3 separate regions of the Sus scrofa genome follow, and regions 1 and 2 are each linked to region 3. The links are chromatin contacts, called in public Hi-C and HiChIP or PLAC-seq maps. All regions are on one chromosome and are shown on one strand. Each heading gives the region's core, a stretch centred on a gene start, on an enhancer-like site or on the middle of the called end of the contact. The rest is flanking DNA. Distances are from core to core; before and after follow the strand shown. Region 1 holds the start of ARL6IP1 (ADP ribosylation factor like GTPase 6 interacting protein 1). Region 2 holds the start of ACSM3 (acyl-coenzyme A synthetase ACSM3, mitochondrial). Region 3 holds the start of C3H16orf62 (UPF0505 protein C16orf62 homolog).

Region 1 (3,861 bases), core at 638-3,137, 600 kb before region 3:
CCAATTTACCTCAATAAAATGCTTCTGACACTTAGCAGACATTGTGGTTAGACTTTAAATTTCTCTGCAAATCTGACAATCACCTGCAAGGAAACTTCTAGGATGAAGCCAATGTGACAAAAAGCCTTTAAACTGATTCTGGTAGAGGAAAAAAAAAAAAATTGGAAGAAACCCATGTATCCTTATGACTGTTATTATAGGGAGACAGGCAAATGATAGGAGACAGTGCCGCTTAACCTTGTTGAAGATGACATCTGTGGAGTTCCTGTCGTGGCTCAGCAGAAACGAATCTGACTAGTATCCGTGAGGACGCAGGTTTGATCCCTGGCCTTGCTCAGTGGGTTTAGGATCCAACACTGCTAAGAGCTGTGGTGTAGGTTGCAGACTTGGCTTGGATCTGATGTTGCTGTGGCTGTGGTGTAGCCTAGCCTGGGAACCTCCATAGGCCATGGGGGCAGCCCTAAAAAGAAAAAAAAAAAAAAAAAAAAATGCTGTGCCACACTGATCACTTAGGTGGAACCTCAATATTTCTGACTTTATATACTATGTTTAATAAGTTAAAAAAGATTATCATGTGCCAGAAACTCTGCTAAATGTTTTCTGTGTTTATATTTTAATCATTTCTCGTAACAAACTGAAAGGAAGATGTTATTATTTTCATTTTATAGATAAGGACACTGAGATACACAGAGGTTAACAGATCTGAATCTGGCAAATCCAAGGCCAAAGGCCTGTCCTTAAAGCCACACTGCTCTGCAGAGAGAGCAGCAGAGCAGAGCCCATATCGGTTGTCTCAACAGCTGTGTAAACTTGGGCAACTTCTTTGTGCTACAATCAATTCTTAAAACGAAGCTGGCTGGGGCTAACTAGGCTTACCACAGAGAAGAGGTTTTTGCTGTGTGTGTGTCATGGGGCAGAGGTCATACGTTTCTAAAAATCAATGCAAAACGAAAATCATGCACAATCAAAACTGCCCTGCAAAGTCACTTAATTCATTAGCACTCTCCCTGGGGAAAATGCAACGTAGAAAATGGACTGATCCTTCCTTCCCTTTTGCCTAGATCCTGCGTGATTCTCAGTGAGGTTAAAATTGTCTGCCTGTGATAGAACCTCACTGCATTTCCTTTAGACCCCTGCTTACTCGAAAGTCCTCCCGTGACCCTCCCCCTTCCCCAAAGGTTTATCAGTTACAGACTAACGCCGAGACCTCCCATAGTCCTTCCGGCTGGACTCTTACTTTCGGTTCCCAGCGGTGAGTTTGCAGCCTCGCTGCCGTGTTAAGCTGTGCCAGCTCTAACAAATTATCGGCAGCAACCCTTTGACCCTCAACCCCTGACCAAATACTGGGGAAAAGGGCGAAAGGATGTCCTGCTTAAGATGAAAGAGGGAAAACCCGGATACCGCTGGGGCCTGGGCCCCCCGAAGCACTCGACAGGGCACTCGCGGCCCTCAGCCAGTGACTGCACCCCAGGCGGGTCCCAGCCCCTCTTCTCTCGCTTCCTCCTCAACCTCTATTCGCGGTGAATGATCACGCGCCCTCGCTCCGTCGCGAACCGTCCCCAAGGGATGTTAGGCGTGGACACGACTAGTGACCGCCAAGCAAGGCTCACCCACGACATCCAAAGGGCAGGAGTCGTCGCCTGCACCTGGGCACCGGGAGAGGAGGCCGGGCCCGCGGCAGGTGATAGGAACGAAGCCGCAGCGCCGTCCCATGGAGCCTAATATCCAGAAACCCAGCGCATTTCCCTCACGACGAAGCCGCCAGGACTCACCAGCAGATTGGTGCTGCGATTATCTCCCTCTGCCATCGTCCCTGAGGTGTCGTCTCTAGGAGCGAAAGACGCCACAAAACCAAGAGCTCTCTCGAACCCCTTAAGGCTACCCTGGCATCAGGGTACGCCCCGCAAGCCGCTTATATAGGCTGGATGCCTTTCCCGACAGACCCCGCGAAGCTCGCTCCTCATTGGGCAAATCAAGATGAAGCTGAAGCCGGGGCGGCCAACCGCTGTCCAGCGCATGTCTTGAAACCGAGGTCAAAGGAGAGTGAGAACGCCGGGGCCGAGGAGGCGGGGACACTGAATGACCAATCAGCGCCCAGGAGGTGTGCGACGCCCCGCCCAGGCCTTTCAGAAGCGGTTGAACGGCCGCTGCCCGGGGCCTGGTGTGGCCTCAGTATCCCCGGGGCCTGTGGGAACCGTAGCTCTCGGACGCTCTTTCAGGGGGACCTCAAAGCAGCCAAGGAGACTCTCCGGAATTAGTCCTCGAGGAAATATGCCACCCAGTATCAGGCGGAAGGCAGAGGTGGTCATGTGACGCTAACTTCATTGTGATTAAGGGGGCCGGCTGGGATCCTCTTAACAGAAGCAGCCTGTGGCCCTCGCCCCAGCTGTTCCCCGTCGGCCCCGCCTTCTGATCCCTGCTCCCGCAGCCTTGAGCAGTTTAGCCTGGATTTATGACTCGTGCCCATCTCGTGAGGTTTCGCGGACAAATGAATAGGGCTATTTATGTAGATTTTTTTTCCGCAATGTTACTCCCCTTTAAGGCCTTAGTTTGATGGGGGTAGGAGAAAATCTTGGCGTAGTTCGACAACTTGTGAAAAATGCATTGACTTAAAAAAATCGGCTTGTTTATATAGGGTGTTTGGGGAAATTCTTTGTGGGGTAAACTACGAACTCCCTCTCCAAAAAGGGACTTGTTTTGACAGATCTTTTTACATTAGAGGTCATGCTAAGGAAAGATGTCAACTCTCTCATAAGGGTGGAATGAATTGGAATTTAAGAAGCAGATGAATGCCAGGGGAGCGGCCAAACAAAAACAAAAACTAGATGAGCTGTGTTGAGAAATCTTTTCTCTCCAGGACTTCACAAAAATGTATTTAAAAAATGCTTTCATTTTCATTGCTCGAAATATGCTAAATGTTGACCTGGTCAGATGTCTTTTTGAGGAAAACTTAGCATAGCTTTTAACTTTTTATAGTCTTCTATATTATGCCATCGTTTGTTTTTGGGTTTTTTTGGTATCTCATGTGGCATTTTTTTATTATACTATTAACCAATTGTGTTTTTTTTTTCCCCGCTGTACAGCATGGGGACCAAGTTACACTTACATGTATACATTTTTTTCCACCCTTTGTTCTGTTGTGATATAAGAATGTAAGTTTCTTTTTTTACTGTGAAAAAAAATAAAGCATCTGATCAGGTATAAACACTTGGAGGGAGATTAAAAAAAAAAAAAAAGCCTCTGCAAGGGAAGGGGACTGACTCTTCAGTAAAGTTCCACTTAGGGAAATGTTGGGGAGAAAAACAGGTTATGCAGGTAAAATGCAGCCAGTTGATATATCCCATTTGGGGAGATTTTAGTTGGAGTTTGAAGAGTAGGCCCTTCCCTACCTCTTCAAAAGAAAATCAGAAGGTCGCAAACAGCGAGCAACCAACCACGTGATGAATATAGAGAGTACTGAATGCAAAACAGTACTTTAGGTACAGTAACATCCACTTCCGAAGAAGAGGGCATCAGTTACTAGAGTTTAAAAACTGCCATTTGTACATTGGGAAATCAGCTTTTGCTACAGAGTGCGCCTGGTTTTTATCCAAGTTCCCTGTGTACAACTTCAGAAGAGACTTCTCTTTCAACAGCAGCTTGTGCAATTCAAGTAGGTGAAAACTGAAGGATCTGCTTTCAAACAGCACAGATTCTCCACAGAGTATCTCTTACTCAAGGAATGTGTTCCCAGACCTAACCAGCAACTTAACACCGAGCACTGGTGGAAGGTCTTTAACTAAAATTCCAGTCGCCCTAATAAGAACAAAAAACACCTACACTTAGCATGGCTTTCTTGGATGGAGCCTTTTGCCCCATTTT
Region 2 (3,922 bases), core at 1,041-3,540, 870 kb after region 3:
ACCTTTTCTGGCCCGTACATGTCGTCGCCGTATTCGTTGAGCAGACTGTAGGCCTCCTCCACACACTTGCGCTCATTCATGTTGCAGGTGATGAGAATGCCCTGTAGCCCCGGCTCCAACTGCCGGGGCCCGCCGCCTTCGCAGCGCCGAGCCCGCTTGGCCTGCAGGTACTGAGCCTTGCCCTTGCGCTTCCCGCCACCAGGCTGAAGAGGCTGCTGGACGGGGGCCGCCATAGTGCTTGAGAACTGAAGCAGGCGGGCAACGTGCTTCTCCGCGGGCCTGGCGCCCTCACCTCTGCAGGCGCGGGCTGCTTATGTCATGTGTGCGCGACGACCTCTAGAAGTCCTTCCGCCAAGCCTCCTTCCGACTACAGGGTCCTAAAGCCCGCGGCGGAAGGCTGCAGAGTGGTGGCGTGAGGTCCGTCCCCGGCGATGATTGACAGCTAGTCGCTTTCACCTCACCACCGGAAGGAGGTGATTTACTGGAGAAGTGGCCCGTCTCTGGTGACAGCGTATTCCTGCTGTCCAGATTCCAAAACTGGTGGTGGGGCGCTTTCTAGAACCTTGATGCTGGTTCCAGCCGCCTAGAGTCTCTTACCCTCCGTGGCACTTGTTCCTCCCGCCGTCGTTATAATTCTGTCAACTTCCCAAAAGCTTCCAATAAAATCCTTTCTAGCCTAAATTTGCCAGAACTTGTTTCCATATGACTTAGAACTAAGAATAGTGGTTTGTATAAGTGTTTCACACTGCTTTCTCTGTGCTTTTATCCGCAGCCTCAGCAACTATCATGATAATGTGTTATCTTTTTTAAACTGAAAAGATGCCACTTTTGAAGACTGTGTTCAGGAGGAATAAATGCTCCCTACTATTGACTGGGGGTGGGGGGAGCACAACCTAAAAGATGAGAATCATGCTTTATTATGCGGACAACACTCAGGTCTTAAGCCCAGGACACAGCCTATCTGATAACTCTAAGGACTGCTCCAAAGAGGTAAGAGAGGAGTCAGGATATATAGGAGTTTTTGCAACCAAGACCAGATAGTATGAACATCAAAAGATTATTTCTGGTTAAGGGATTTAGTGCTTTTCCATGTATGGGAAATGCAAGAGTCAGGGTTCACTGAAATCATTCCTTTGATATGCACCTCAGCTATCTAGGGCCAGTGTCCTGTGCTTTCTCATCCGGAGTCTCTTGAGGGTACACTGGGGGGGGGGGAGGAACAGGTGGGAGTTGGTGGCTACAGTGTCTGATGGTTTGATGGCTGGCATTCTGTTTCCATCCTGAGTTTCTTCAGGGCTCACCATCCAGTGGATGCAGTGGCTGATGGCTGCAAAGACCTTTGGTTAACAGCTATGGTGGGCAGCACTCACCCTCAACTACTGCTCCAGTACAAAAGTTGTTGCCAGATTTGAGTTCCCACAAATTCCAATGGAAGTAATCTGCAAAAGGGTCATTGAACTGAAAGTCATCTTTTATTCTAACCCCAGATTGACCATTATATCCAAAAATCTTATTTTTGGCTTTCACCTTTGCTTCCGCCTTTACTTTTCAAAATGTCATTGGTGGAGATTGTGCAGCATCTATTTCTGGAGGTCCTCAGTTGCTTGTGAAAAGAAGTCTCATTACACTGGCCTTGCTGTGGTGTCAGGAGGCACAGAGAGAGCTCGCTGAAATTGTTTAGTTTTTCTTTTCATCCTCAGTGCCTAGCATAGTGCCTAGCCCATAGTAGGTGCTCAAAGTTTTTCAACTGAATTCAGCTCCCAAAATGATCGATAAAGTGATAGCGAAACCGGACTGTGGGGCTCCTGGGTGCAAAAGCCTTTTTGTGTACCCCATTTCTTGTTCTTAGGAAATGAGTCTTACTCAGCTACCATGACCTTCCCTGAGTTCCTATAGGGACATGGTCAGATAGTTACTGATCAGGGAGGGGAGGAACAGTCAGGCAACTGTACAGCCTTGAGGCAGGATCCTGGTTCCCTCTCAAGGAATACACGTAATAATATAGGCATCTTATACACCCAAGAAAAAAGTTAGATCCCTATGCTTCTTTTAGAAATGAATACTTTAAAACTGAACAGCTTAGAGACTTTCCTTGTCCTTCTCCCTGGCTTAACTGCACCCTAAACACAATCACCTGTAAACAGGACTAACCTCTCCAGGAGCTCCATGGACACTTTCCCTCCATGTAAATGCATTACTTCCCCAGCCTCCCCAAAACCTGTGGTGTATGAAAATCATTAACTTCTTTATTTTTTCCTTTTCAGGGGCACACCCACGGCATATGGAAGTTCCCAGGCTAGGGGACCAATCGAAGCTCCAGCTGCCAGCCTACACCGCAGCCACAGCAAGGAAGGATCCAAGCCACGTCTGCAGCTTACGGCTGCAAGATCCACAGCCCACTGACCCACTGAGGCCAGAGACGGAACCTGAATCCTCACAGATCCTGGGTTCCTCACAGATCTGCTGAGTCATGACAGTAAGTCCAGTAACTCATTAATTATAAAAGGAACAGTCTCAGGGGACTGTGTAAATCTCCAAGGTAAACTTGGCCCAGAACTTCTGCTCCTCCCTCCAGAATGGCTCCACCAATCCAGGAAAGGCACTCTGGGCACATCTTACTGCTTCTGACTGTCCCACAACTTTTCCATTCTCTTGCGGCTACTGCCAAGACCAACGTAGATAGAAGAGTTCAAGTTTCAGGGTTACTCTTCTAGAAACAGGTCTGCTATCATCTCCTGCTGTGTTGGAATCTGTCACTTTAGTGAGTATCACTTTATCTGTCTCCTATGCAAAGTTTTCTGGGCTGGCCCACATGTACTTTTGAGCAGAGATAACAAGCAAGCAAACAAACAGACAAAAAGAAATTAAAAGTGCTCTCCTGAAATCCTGGGCAGCCAATGTGTTTCTATCAGAATTTCTCAGTTATTGTTAATAATTCTATCTAGTAAGTGACTAGGACTATGTACATACAAAAAGGCTGTAAACATAGCAGCTGAGTTTCTTTCATTTTGAGCTTTTCGTGCTATTTAATTTTTTAAAAATTATGTGCACAGATTAACTTGTTAAGATGTTTTGGAAAAAAAATTCAGTTGAGTCCAAGTAGACTAAGCTGAGGTTTTCACTCTAGTGTCTACTTAGAAGTAACCTGGGGGCAGCCACTTTTCTCTATTAGGTGGTCAAGCATAGCCCTAAAAATTCTTATGGAAGTTTAAGGCAGGGTCTTGTTAGATTGCGGAGAACAGTAGGGGTTTCATCTTGCTTTGAGGGTATATATGCCAACCCATGGTTATTACTTGGATTACTTGATGGAGAAGGTATTTACGGAGATGTGGGGAGGTGAAAATCCCCTTGGCACTGCTGTTTATATAGATGTAGAGGCTGCATGTCTGATGAGACCTTAAATACTTTCAAAAGCCTGTCTGATCAGCACTGGTACCATCTTTATTAGATGAGTTTTCTATGGCTCAGTACAAAAATCTGGACTCACACTGGGAAAGTTGTCTCAGATCTTTTTTACCTGCAAATAGTATTAGAAACCTGGAAAATGGATTTTATGAAATGCTAAAATCTCTGGAAAAACAGGAAAAGAACTTTGTTGGGGAAAAGATAGTCTTATGGTTTTGATGAGGAGGATGCTGGTATTTGGCAGAACACAATGGTTAGGCTCACTTTAAGCTCCAAATGACTGGTCAATTTTCTTTTCAAAGTTTGTTTGAAGGATTCTGAATGCAGTGGATAAAATAGTTTGAAATTTTCATTTTAAATGCAAAATAAGGAGTACCTGTTGTGGGCACAGCAGAAACGAATCTGACTAGGAACCATGAGGTTGCAGTTCTGATCCCTGGCCTTGCTCAGTGGATTAAGTATCCGGCGTTGCCGTGAGCTGTGGTGTAGTTTGCAGACGAGGCTCAGATCCTGCGTT
Region 3 (3,536 bases), core at 549-3,048:
TTAGGTGTCACTGTCCTGTGAACAAACCCATACAATCCCCCTTCTCCCCCCAGTGAAGAATAATAGTTATTCAATAAGCAAATGAAGTTGGATGCTCTAACAGACCATAGTGTGCATACATACAGGTTATAAAAGTAATTGTAAAAACCAAAGGAGACCCAGGAGTTCCCATCATGGCTCAGTGGTGAACGAATCCAACTAGGAACCATGAGGTTGTGGGTTCGGTCCCTAGCCTTGCTCAGTGGGTGGGGGAATCTGGCATTGCCATGAGCTGTGGTGTAGGTCACAGACGAGGCTTGGATCTGGCGTTGCTGTGGCTGTGGTATAGACTGGCAGCTGTAGCTCCGATTAGACCTCTAGCCTGGGAATCTCCATATGCTGCGGGAGCAGCCCTAAAAAAGCCCCCCCCCCCACAAAAAAGACAAAAACAAAACAAAAAAAAAAAAACCAAAAACCCAACAACAAACCAAAGGAGACCCAGTCACAGAATACAGCAAATCAGATTGGAATACGGTGCAGTGGAGCCACGTTGGTTAGGTTCTAAAGACAGCTCTGAGGACAGCTATGGTGTCTAACCAAAATTATGCCTGACAGTAAAATATTACGTTTTTATTTATTTAATTGATTACATTTTGGTCAGTTTCTCTGGTTCGAAATTCAGTTTCTTGAGGTGGCTGACAAAGGTGCCACCAGAACTGTGATTCTGCTTCTCAGCCTATGGTGGGGAAAATCCCTTATTCACCCTTCCCCTAACTTTAGTGTTTCAGGGTAACTTCCCCTTATCTGTGCATAGTAGACATGCTGTACAGGGCTTGGATTCAGTGGGCATGGTTGAATATGAATCCTGAGTTACCCTACCCCGCCCCCTTACCACCTAAAACTACCACAGTCCCTTCTGTATCCAGAGACCAGCAGCAGGGCCACCTGGAAACCTGTAAGAAATGCAGAAGCCCAGGTCCTGGCCCAGACCTGAATCAGACCCTGCATGGAACAAGATCCCCAGATGAGCCTGTGCAGTTCAAAGGAGAGAAGCCCTACTTTATGATCTACTGCAGAGTCAGTCTCTTGCTGTGGACAGACAGAGCTCTGAAAACAGGAAGGTCACAGAAGGCACGATGTGATCTAAGCTTACCTAGTCACGTACTGCTTCCAGTGAGTACTGACCATTTGCCGGCCATTTTATATGTATCTCCCTTCACTTCCGTCAGAATTATCCTGATTTCACAGATGAAGAAACTAGGATTCAGCGTGATAAACAACACATTCCATTACAGGTTTAAGTGTGTATTATTCTATTGTCTTTTCCTGGGGAGGGCGTCCTCAAAGACACTCAAAAGAATGTGGTTTTCCAACCTCTTTTTTTGTCAGAAAAGACACTTGAAAAGGGAAACAAAAAAAGTGAGGATAAGATGCTGCTTTGTGATTAGCTGTTAACCAACCCGGGCTGGGCGCCTACCAGCCGAAACAGGTGATAATCGCTTTTACTTCAGAGGTTTGCAGTGAGGAGCACATGAAGAGTGAATGCAAGGTGCTCAGTGTAGTTATTTTTTAATCAGAGAAAACACTGGAGCACAGAAGTTCTGCAGCGGAAATGAACATCCACCTTCATAGAAACGCAGGGCTTCGCCAAGACGGAGGAAAGGTGACCTCTGCTTTCTCCAGTTTAGTTCCAGTTGAGAGCTGTCACACTATGATCCAGGGAAGCCCTTAAGGACCCAAGAGGAGGATACCGGAAATGCCTAACTTCCGCAGTGCACAGAGGGGGACGCGGTGGCCCGGGGAAGGGGCGTGGCTTACCGGGTCAAACTGCGAATTAGCCGCGAAAGCTCGCGCCGACTGGGTCCCAAACACCCCCTTTCCACCCCCAGCCGCAGTTAGCGTCCGATACCCCCGCGTGTCTGGATTCTTCACCGCCTCCAGGGGGTCCCGGGGGGTCAGGCAGCCGCCTGCCACTCACACTCCCGACGCAGGCCAGCGCTGCGACAGCCTACTGGGCCGACGCTGCCCCTCACAATCATGGCGGCCGGAGAGGGGCGGGCAGCTCGTGCTTAGAGGGAGGGTGTCCGCCCTTCACAATCATGGCGGCATGGAGGGGGCGGGGTCTGGAAGGGCAAATTGGGCTGGCGGTCCCCGAACTAGCTGTCATGTGACTGGGAAGATGGCCACCTTTCCCTGGTAAGGAAGAAGCGGCGGGTGGGCTTCAGGGGCAGGGTCTCTGTCTCAGTGTGTGTCTCTGCGAGGGAGTGTGTGAACTGCTCTCTATGGGGTTTGGTGGCGGCTCCCACCGCACCCCTGGGTTGTCTTGACCTCAGATCCCCCGCCGCTACTTGGCTTCAGAGAAACCCCCTGAACCGGACGGGTGGGATCTTAGTTCTTTCTCCCGCTACCCCTCCCCCGGCCTCCCACTCTCCCTTCTCCATTCATTCCCTAAAAAAACAACTTCCCCAGCTTCTGCTTTTCCAGAAGTCGGCGCGGGTTCTGGGGCGCTGGATGCAGAGAATGGGAGACTTGGCTATTTCCTGAACGACTCGGTTCAGCTGGGGCAGACTTCCTTTTCTCATCTGTAAAAGGGCTGCCGTGCATCCTGCTCTGTGCAGCGCCTTGCAGCGGGCACTGAGGATGCAGAGCCCTCAGACATACTCCTTTGGCTTAAGGGAGCTGAGAGTTTAGTAGGGGCAGGTACCCAGAATAGAAAGATATCCAAAGAAGGCACCGGGACGAGGCACAACCACACCTGGCGCCTTAGGGAAGGCTTGGGAGAGGAAGAGTCTTCAATTGGGTTTTGGAGGATGAACAGAAGCTCATCCCAGTTAGAAGGAGCTAACTAACTGCGGGTGCCAAGGCTGATGTGCCTGTTGGGGCTTTTGTGGCTGGAGTAGCTAGGAGCTGGGTGCTTCAGGCTCCAGCTGTTTCTACCAGCGTGTGAAGAACTGGAGTAAGTTGTGATGGTAGCAGTAGGATTATCTGGCGACGTGAGCTCTCTGCTACATCTCAGGAAGGGAGATTGTATTCTGATCTTTTTCTGCAAGAGATGTGAAGTGGTTTACATTGAACGAATGAGTGAGCAAATGAAAAAATATACAGCCCTAGACTTTAGAAATACATCCTTTTGGTTTTATGTTTGATAAACAGCTGTCTTCCTCATGTTCACTTCACCTGGCTAACCCTTTTAAGAGTCTTCCTTCAAAAACTTTGATACACCAGGTCAGGATTGGATGCCTCCGAGTGTTTGTAAGCCCTGCCCTGAATTTTCTTTGACCCAGTCCTGCAAAGTACCTTTTAGAGAATCACTAAGGCTTAAATGCCAAAACATCTGGCTTCAGCGAACTGATCTGGAATTTTAAAATCAGAAAATCAAGGAAGATGCTGTTTAATTCCAGGACATTTTTACCTTTGGTATTTTTACAGAGAGAGGTACCATAAGCCTTTTAGCACCTGGGGTCTCTACAGTTCCTAGTCTGGCTCTAAACATTTCTGTCTGAGGTCACTCATGTTCATGGTTCAGTTCTCCCACTAGACTTGATGCTCCGTAAAGT

What was found. Hi-C and Micro-C count contacts between places; a contact is called where the count stands out from the background. HiChIP or PLAC-seq counts read pairs in DNA pulled down with a chosen protein or histone mark.
Region 1: a contact with region 3 is called in a Hi-C map of liver, with 5 times the contacts expected there. The contact joins the promoter of ARL6IP1 here to the promoter of C3H16orf62 in region 3. A contact is called at or near these places in 1 of 5 promoter capture datasets (liver), 1 of 47 Hi-C or Micro-C datasets (liver) and 1 of 2 datasets of contacts at active chromatin or transcription factors (alveolar macrophages).
Region 2: a contact with region 3 is called in an H3K27ac HiChIP or PLAC-seq map of alveolar macrophages. The contact joins the promoter of ACSM3 here to the promoter of C3H16orf62 in region 3. A contact is called at or near these places in 2 of 2 datasets of contacts at active chromatin or transcription factors (alveolar macrophages and skeletal muscle).

What each region holds. Positions count from the first base shown.
Region 1 is chr3:26,758,671-26,762,531 of Sscrofa11.1, reverse strand. ARL6IP1 (ADP ribosylation factor like GTPase 6 interacting protein 1) reads right to left here and starts at 1,887. Exons shown (of 6, transcript NM_001244213.1): 1 at 1,773-1,887. The coding sequence starts at 1,808.
Region 2 is chr3:25,282,431-25,286,352 of Sscrofa11.1, reverse strand. ACSM3 (acyl-coenzyme A synthetase ACSM3, mitochondrial) reads left to right here and starts at 2,290. Exons shown (of 14, transcript XM_021086514.1): 1 at 2,290-2,476. THUMPD1 (THUMP domain containing 1) reads right to left here and starts at 335. Exons shown (of 5, transcript NM_001244282.1): 1 at 3-335. The coding sequence starts at 233.
Region 3 is chr3:26,155,599-26,159,134 of Sscrofa11.1, reverse strand. C3H16orf62 (UPF0505 protein C16orf62 homolog) reads left to right here and starts at 1,798. Exons shown (of 31, transcript XM_021086527.1): 1 at 1,798-2,175. The coding sequence starts at 2,087.